Regions from separate parts of the Pan troglodytes genome. Here region 1 is linked to region 2. A link is a contact called in public Hi-C data. All regions are on one chromosome and are shown on one strand. Each heading gives the region's core, a stretch centred on a gene start, on an enhancer-like site or on the middle of the called end of the contact. The rest is flanking DNA. Distances are from core to core; before and after follow the strand shown.

Region 1 (4,173 bases), core at 1,424-3,923, 510 kb after region 2:
ATTGCTTATTTAATTTAAATGTGGGTGCCCACAGCATCAGATTCTCTACTCCTAATTCCAGGAGGCATTTTTAACCCCATGCCCATGTCAGGCTGGCAGCTAAGGCTGCTGGAGCTGAAAGGAACTCTTATGAGCACTGGCTCCTGGGAGCCAATTCTCCACCAGTGGGGTTGAGGACAGAGGAGTGTGTGGCAAGCGTACCAGGCTTGGTGATCGCAGGCCACCTCCTCATTTGAGAGTCTTTCTGCAGGACAGGACTCTGGCCCAGCCTACTCAGGCTCCAGGGCCCTGAGGTGAGGCTGGGATGGGGCCAGTCAGGAAAGAAGGTTATGGATTTTGTACAAACTGGGTCTGGGGCCTCCCAGCTTGGTGAGTTGAGAAGAGTTAAGACTGAAAGACCCCCTGTCCTGTCCCCTTCACCTCTCTGAGCCCACACAGTCCAATCACCTGCCTCCCCTCACTCAGTGGGCCGTCTAGTCTCTGGGACTGAAATCCCAGCAGCAGGACTGGAGAGACCCCGGAGGCCGTATTACCCTTGTTGCCTCTTCTCTCAGTTGGTTGTGGGGCAGGGGAGGTCCTGGGAGTCATGGTCTTCTCTGTGCCCCATGCGAGTTTTGAGTCAGTAGCTTCCACTCCATCGGCGTCAGGGAGAACAGAGGTGCGTGCTGTGCCTCTTCAGTTCCCCTTGCACATCAAAGGACAGATGAGGGGCAGTGAGCAAATTCAAGGGCACTTGCTTTTCTCTGCCTCAGTAAACACAACTTTCTGGAGCTTCCAGATTGAGTTCATTTGTGACTCCTCCTCTATTTAGAAAGGTGAACTCATCCCAGGATGGAGGAATGTCCTCCACCCTCTCTGCAGGTTTTCAGCAGAGGAAAAGGAAGAACAGGCAGCAAAGCCTGGGGTGGGAGAACTCAGGGGTTTGGTCTGCCCTAACTGGGGAGTGGTGGTCGCACTAGGCAGATGGGAGGAGCTGCCTGATCTCCGCTTCGTTTGGCTTCTCCGTGAGTGCATGTCTGCTAGAAGCAGCTCCTGTCTAGTGCCACTTATGGGTGCCTGTCTACAACCATGGGTCTCACTGGGACGAAGTGGACAGTGTAGATGCTGAGGGATCCCTGTGTCTGTCATGCTATTTCTGGGTCCCCAAATGTCTTGGCTAATGTTGTGCATGTTTAATTCTCTGTTGGCTGTGGCTGCTGCCTAGGAGCTGATAACTAATCCTTCTCAGCAGGTGAGTTACTCTCGGGGCTCTGACCACTCCAACTTTTAACTGCTGTCCCGGGCTGCTGCTCTGTACTGGGCCTGACAGAGAGGACTTGTCCATTCCACTTTCTACCTTATTCCCCATTCATACAGGGTGGTATGGGAGAGGGCCCCCAAAGAGAAAGAAGAAATGTAGCAGAGGGAGGTAATCAAATAGACCCCTGGCAGCGGTGGAGGTCAATGTCTCCTGGAATGAGGAGAAGGCTTCTAGGTCTACTGTCTTACCCACCAGGCCAAAGGAGAGCCTTTCCTGTAAGGACACACAGGGTAGGCACGACACAATTCACAAAGATAACCATGCAAGGCGGCCCCTGAAGTTGTGCAAGAGGGACCTCCCAGAGGAAGAACAGCACACTAGACAGTCTCCTGTCTACCTCGCCAGGGGCCCAAGAGAAGGAGTGGGGCGGGATCAATGATTTCTCCAGAATCCGCCTGCTGGGACTCAGAGGAGAGAGTTCTGCTTCAGTTTCCATACCTCTGAACTTGTGGATGCTCTCTACCCTGGGCATCTTGGGCTGTGCCTGAAGTCCCTAGGAGTCAGCAACTGTTCCCTAGGGGGGTTTGCAACCAGGTTCTCAGCATAAGCCAGAGGAGGGCCTCTGGGTTGGGCAGTGGGAATGGGAGTTGATTCTGTTGGAGTCATGGTAGGTTATGTCACATTGCCCAAAGCCACAGAGATCAGTCATACCCTGACCCACTGGCACAGCCCCTTCCCTCATTGCCCAGAGTGGATAATTTCTAAAAAAAAATCTCTAAAAAAATAAAAAAAATAGGAAGGGGGGCTCCTCGGTGTCCTTCCCCAACCCATTGGAGCCTATGGAAAAGTCCCAGATACCTTCTCTTAAAGTTAGCTATTAGCCACCCTCCTCTCTCTCCTGTCTTTTTCTTCCCCCTTCCCCTCACACCAGGAGCATTCCTGGATTGGTAGGAGGTGGCTCTTGCGGGGCGGGTAAGAGGAGGATTAGGGAACCCACACCTCAACTGTCCACTTGACTTGTTGGTTGCAGAAAGAGCTGGGCTCCACTGAGGACATCTACCTGGCTTCCCGCAAGGTCAAAGAGCTGTCGGTCATTGATGGCCGGAGGGCCCAAAACTGCATCATCCTTCTTTCCAAGTATGTGCAAAAGAAGGTGGTTGAGTTGGATGCCTGGGGGACAAAGGGGGTGGAGGAACGGAGTGGTGGCAGTCTCGGGCCTCTCCCTCTCTGCTGTCCCCTGGGAGGGGCAGGCATTGATCTGGAACTGTCTCTCGGGAACCTGCCTTGAGCAGCAGTTTGGGGCTCTGCAGGCAGGAAACTGCCCAGTCACGAGGCCCTTGCCCAGCCTGGTCAGCGTCTGGCAGCTGAGTTGCTCTAAGCCCACGGAGGGCCTCGCTTGGCTCAGGCCATGGAGCAGCATGATCTCAGCCCCTAAGCATTTCCCGCGGCTGCAGAACAAACAGGGCAGTATCTGCGCTAACAGCACAGCTTCTGTACGGGGGGCCTCCTGCCTGAGCAGGGTCAGAGGGCACCACCTCCCATACTATTCTTAGTGCTGCCCCAGCCGCCTCTGAGACATCCTCCTCCCTTTCTTCTCACAAGCCCCCAGGCCTCAGTTTCCCCCACTTGATGGTGGAAAGAGTTCTGAATCCCCAGGGTTCCTAATGGGGGTGCATGTGGAGGGGATAGGGAAGGGCTATGGGGGTGTGTGGCTTCTCCCTCTCCCAGACAGCAAGACTGATTGGGACAGCTGTGTGGGAGCTGAGGCGCTGTCAGAAGACTGAGAGCGATTCTGTGTTCTGAGAATGAAGGCAGCAGGAAATTGCCCTCTTAGTGGCTTGCCGATAATCCTGTCCTCCCGTGGAGATGCTGTGCATTTTTTAAGCATGAGGAGGAGGAGAAGGATCAGGAACCCTTTGCCCTGTCCCTTTGGTCTACATTGAAGACATCTCTTTTACTCCCAAATGCCCCTATCAGCTCTGATGGATTATCAAGAGAACAGAGACCCTCACGTCTCTATTTTGACACTAAAATGCTCATTATCAAGTTTGTGGACTGAATCATACTAGTCTAGTCTAAGAAGGCTTTGTAGAGGAGGTGAGGGGGGAATACTATTAAATATATTCCCAAGTCCTGTTAGGGAATGAGGGAAGGCGGAGGTGGTACCTTTTGGAGAAGAAGGTTTGAGGGCTGTCCTGGATTGAGGTGGGGTTTTGCCTTAGGTTGAAGCTTTCTAACGAGGAGATCCGGCAGGCCATCTTGAAGATGGATGAGCAGGAGGACCTTGCTAAGGACATGCTGGAGCAGGTGAGGACCCTCGTGGGAAGGAAGGGGAACTGAACCCAGCGGGCAGCCACGCCCCTTCCCAACAGCCCCCAGGAGGCTGCGATTCTTGGGTCAAGGAGAAATCAGGCTGGAAGAGTTAGGGAGAAGGTTTATAGAAGCCTCCCTGGGCCAGCCTTTCTTGGGGAAAGCTGGAAAAGGCTAAGTGTTCTCCAGGAGTCATTCTCCCATCTGACTCCAAGGCAAAGTCAGATGAGGAAAAGTGACATCTTCCCCAAATCTCTTCCCTCTCAGTTTTTTGGATCCTTTGGGAAACCTAGAAAACACACAAAGAAACATCATCAATTGGACTTCATTACAGTTAAGAACTTCTGTTCATCAAGGGCATGGTTACTGAGTGAAAAGAAGACAAACCTTAGAAGAAGATATTTGCTATACATACCTATAACAAAGATCATATTCAGAACAAAGAACTCTATAAATCAATGAGAAAATGATGAAATCAACTTAAAAATGAGCAAAAGACTTGAAGGGGTGCTTCATGAAAGAGGATTTCCAAATAGACAATAAGAATATGAAAAGGTGTTCAATATGATTAGTTATCAGAGAAATACAGTCAACCACAATAAGGGGGCACCACACACCCACTA
Region 2 (4,610 bases), core at 692-3,191:
AAAAATCTCTCTCCATATGTCAATATATTTCCTATTGGTTCTGCTTATCTGGACAACCCTGACCAATACACAGGGTGAATGCTCTTTTTGCTAAACCAGAGTTGCTATTGCAGGCTGGCACCAGGGCTGACATAGAGTCTTCCTCTGCCCTCCAGAATGGTTGGTGCGGGAGCCTTAAACCACTCAATGGGTCTGAACCCTTGGCAGTTGGGAACTGGCAGGGAAATGGTGTGCAGGCTCCTCCTCACTCCCAGCCTCTCCCTTGAGCATGGAAATTCGGCCTTAGCCGAATTTAGACCTCATGTCACTGAGGATGGCCCTATATTCACAATCAACTGTGGATTAGAATTAAGTGGTGAGACACACTGTTGATGGTTTTATAGAGTTACCTGAATTCTTTTGGAACCAACTGAGATGTCATCTCAGCCTTAGAGGGCAGCTGCATCCTTTATATCCTGCCTTATTTCAAGGAGTCAACAATTTTATTTCTGAGAGGGTGAAAACATCTGTAATCCATCCAAGCTCTCCCATGTCTCCGCACCAAGGTTGCGAGTGTTTTCTGCATGTCTGAAGGAAGCCTGCCTTCACAGAGGTAATACTGTGACACTTGAGGGCTGTGGAGTGCTAGAGATTCATCTGTTCATTCAACAAGCAGTCAGTGAAGGCCAGCTAAGCCTCAGGAACTGTGCCCGGCACTGGGCTATCATCTGGTCCAACCACGTCATTTTACGGATGTAGAAACCTGAGCGCAGAGCCCCTCAGCTGCTGGCACATCTTTAAGGCAAAAATGTGATGCCTAAGTTTCACTCATTCATTCAATAAACACTTATGGAGGACCTACTGCGTGACAGTCACTGTGCTTGGTGTTGGGGAAAGAAAGACAATCTGTCCAGTGGGGGAGACACAGACTAATCATCACTGTCTAGTGTGACTAGCTGCATCACAGAGGGATATGCAGAGTTCTGTGTGAGCCCAGAGGGAGCTGAGATAGCTCTGGGGAGGGGAAGTTTGGACTATCTGACTTTGGAAATGTTTTAAACAGAGCCATGATATCGGAAGAAAGAAGATATATTAAAAGCTGCAGAACTCTTTCTTCAAATACAAGCTTAATGGAAAAAAAAAAGATCTGAAGTTGTTTTGGTTGAATTTGAGTGGGCGAGAATCCCAAAGCTGCGCTGTTTGCACAGTGGCTGTCCTCACCCTTGCCTCGTGGTCCTGAAGGGGCTGTGGAGACCATCTAGGTTGCACAGAGCACATTTTGCAGACCACTGGGCTAGAGGATGCTGGAAGATCCCCTTCCATTGTTTTCTCTTTTTCTTTTTTTTTTTTTTTTTAAATTTGCTGTCTCCCAGGCTGTAGTGCAGTGGCTCACAGCAGTCTTGACTTCAAGGAATCTTCCCGCCTTAGCCTCCCAAGTAGCTAGGACTACAGGTATGTGCTGCTGTATCTGGCTAATTTTTTAATCTTTTCTAGAAATGAGGTCTCGCTATGCTGCCCAGGCTGGTCTCCAACTGCTGGCCTCAAGTGATTCTCCTACCTTGGCCTCCCAAAGTACTGAGATTACAGGTATGAGCCACTGTGCCTGCCCTGCCATCCCCCATCCCCCCCATCCCCCCCATCCCCCCCCAACCCCGGTTTCAGTTCAGTCTCAATCAGTGGTTCCTCTCCATATCCTTGGATTCCCAGTTTCACACACTGGATCATGCTAGGTGCTCAGTGAAATCTGGGGAATAAATGGTTGACAGTCTGGCCTTTTGCTTTCTCTTAAATTTGTTGTCCCTAGGTGCAGAACTGCAAAAAGCATTTCAAAACTCAGTCTTTACCAATTTTACATCAAATGGGAGAAAGTGGCATCAACAGCCGAGGCCTGTCTTTGAAGAACAACAGGGATGCCACAAGAGGTCACTGCAGGAATGCTGGTTGGGGGAAAAGAGCCCTCTCAGAGGACTAAACTAGAACAACGCAGTGAAACAGGGAGCCAGCAGCTTCAGAGCCTCTCTCCAACCCGTAAGGCCCTTGCAGGGGACTCAGAGCTGCCTCTGCCTGATTTCCCGGGTCAGGTAGTGAAACACCAGCCAGTGGCAATCCCAGGGCTCCACGTGGCATCACAGTCAAATGGCTTGTTCTTGGGGGCTGCTTTTGTTCAAGGAGATCTTTGTTCCTGGGGCAGTGAGAAGAGGGAGGAGGGAGGTGGAAAGAGGGGTAGTGCCCAAGAGGTAGTATTCGTGGGGGAATCTCAGCCATCCTTTGGAACTTGTTGATCTTAAGTTTAAGATATTTTCTTTTTTTAATTAATACTATCAGTATAACTATCTTCTATAACAGTATATGAAACATGCTCGCTGTCGAGGAAATGGGATGTTCCAGTAAGCTCTGTTTTCACAGAAGTTGGGTCAAGGGGTAAACGCAGAGAAGCGTAAATGCAGAGAAACCCCCATCCCGCACACAAACACACAAACCACACACACATATAACATGTACAACATATCCATACCACCAACACACCACACACACACACAAACCCACAAACCACACACATACACACCACACACACAAGCACAAAACACACATACAACACATACAACATATCCAACATACCACATACACACATACCACATGCCACATATACATACAATACATACAACATACCCACACTGCACACATACCACATATACACATACATACAACACATATCCATACCACATACACACACACCACATGCCGCATATACACAGCACACACGTACATACACAACAGACACACGCATACACACACCCCAACTAACCCAAACTATTTCCCACTCTTCTCTGTGGTTCAGAATCCTGCCCATTCCTCAAGACTCAGCCCAGGCCTGTGGTCTTGGTGACAACCCCCCAGGGCCACTCCTGCTGGTAAGAACGGGAAGTTCTCATGGCCTGTCCCTCTCACCTGACACATTTCACATGCTGCTTGGTAGTGTGATGTATCTTTTAAATTTTAACCACAGGCACCTGTTAAGGGTTTTGATTGTGAACTGAACAAGATCCAGCCCTGATCAAATATTGCTTAGAAGAGATATTTGAGAGAGAGGCCACAGCCCACGTTCCTGGGGCTGGATTCTTCCAGTTTTAGTCCTGCTCTGTGTGGCCATCAGAAAGCTGAGTACCCGGATCCTATTATCTTGGCCGCTCACATAAACGCTTTCAGTGAGCTATGCTTTAATGTCAGGCCTCTAGCTTTTATAGAGGGTCGATACAAGAATCATCTGGTTGAATAACATTTCGGTATCTTTTGTAAAACTGCAGTTGAAGACATCGTTCACTGTGTCACTCAGTGTCCTTTATACAAGGATCCACACGATAAATTCTGGCTTGTATTTAGTTCCAGGAAGAAATTCTATTTTCTGCAGATAAATTAGTTAGTATGCTTCCTGCTGTCAGAAAATGAAAACTATGTAACTCTGGGTGCCTCTTTTTTTTGCTTAGCAGCTAGACAAGAGAGAGCCAAATTTATTGCCTGTGTGTTGTAATTTGCTCAGCTGTGGAGTCCAAAAGCACTTATGCCTTCTACTTCTTTTAAATGGACTTATTTTATTTTATGCTCAAATGTCTCATTGTGCTTTTGCAAAATGTGTGAGTCTGGAAGTCACCTGGGGAAGCATTCATCTGGCCATTGACTTGGCCTATTTATTGCTTGTGCTGGCTGCTAGGGATTCGAAGATGAATTCGACTGCACCCACCTTTCCTGGAGCTTACATTTTAGCATGGAGAATATATATGGAAATAAATAATTACAAAATAGGGTTGGTGCTTTAACAGAGACCCATGAGGCAGAGGCAAAAGCAGATTTTGGGAGAAGGGGTCAGGGAAGGCTTCACAGAGGAGGTCAATGTTGAATTGGTTTTGTGGCTACAGTGGGAAGAGGACAGTGAATGGAAGAATGTAGGTAGCTGAATCTGATACTTAAAAAAAGGAGTTGTCTTTTTATGCACATGTCAACTCATCCTGGTTAGATTGGAAACTCTTTGAGGGCAGGCACTGGATACAGCCCTCTGTGGATTCCATGATGCCTGGCAAAGTGCTAAGGGCAGTGCAGCGTGATGGCTGGAACACTGCTGTGGACCCAGGCTACTGGCCTTGCATCCACAGCGGAGCAAAGTTAGGCAGGTTTCCTTAACCCCTTTGGGCCTTAAATGTAAAGTGAGGATAATAGTAACATCTACGTCATTGGGTTGTGAGCATTAAAGAAAGAAACACATGTAGAGAACTTAGTAACATGCCTGGCACATGGTAAAGTACTCAAGAAACATTTGCTGATTAGTCTCATCTGTATTATCAACAATACTAAATCATTTGGGGTCGATAGTACAGTAAAGTGGTAAAAACACACACAACTGAATTCAGCAAAGCACTCTCAGCTCAGCTAGCTGAATCTAGTTAAGTTAGTATCATTTCCAAATGATGCCTAATTTAAAAATAACATTGTTCTATTGTTTCCTGAAATAGTGTGTGGGAGTCAGCCCTCCTATAAGCCCTGATGATGTTCTTAGAGATGGTTATTGATGTTTGTCTTAAAAGACACCCCCAGCTCCGACTGTCACATCTAGGGAGCTCACAAGGTATAATGCTTCT

Evidence for each region. A called contact is a pair of places that touch in the nucleus more often than the background predicts.
Region 1: a contact with region 2 is called in a Hi-C map of stem cell-derived neural progenitor cells, with 4 times the contacts expected there. The contact joins two enhancer-like sites. A contact is called at or near these places in 3 of 7 Hi-C or Micro-C datasets (induced pluripotent stem cells and stem cell-derived neural progenitor cells) and 1 of 1 other capture datasets (stem cell-derived neural stem cells).

The regions. Positions count from the first base shown.
Region 1 is chr5:45,774,923-45,779,095 of NHGRI_mPanTro3-v2.0_pri, forward strand. DAAM2 (dishevelled associated activator of morphogenesis 2) reads left to right here. Exons shown (of 26, transcript XM_016955401.4): 16 at 1,205-1,231; 17 at 2,271-2,377; 18 at 3,463-3,547. LOC104006832 (a long non-coding RNA gene) reads right to left here. Exons shown (of 2, transcript XR_008548482.2): 2 at 3,658-3,839. Among named protein-coding and RNA genes, the nearest start is that of MOCS1, 48 kb to the right of the region's middle. Within about 2 kb of position 2,674, at least 10 of the 24 cell types and tissues checked have an H3K27ac peak or open chromatin away from gene starts, as enhancers often do. A contact at or near this core is called in stem cell-derived neural progenitor cells and stem cell-derived neural stem cells, where this site is marked.
Region 2 is chr5:45,268,535-45,273,144 of NHGRI_mPanTro3-v2.0_pri, forward strand. All of the region lies in intron 15 of KIF6 (kinesin family member 6), which reads right to left. Among named protein-coding and RNA genes, the nearest start is that of KCNK16, 53 kb to the left of the region's middle. Within about 2 kb of position 1,942, at least 9 of the 24 cell types and tissues checked have an H3K27ac peak or open chromatin away from gene starts, as enhancers often do. A contact at or near this core is called in stem cell-derived neural progenitor cells and stem cell-derived neural stem cells, where this site is marked.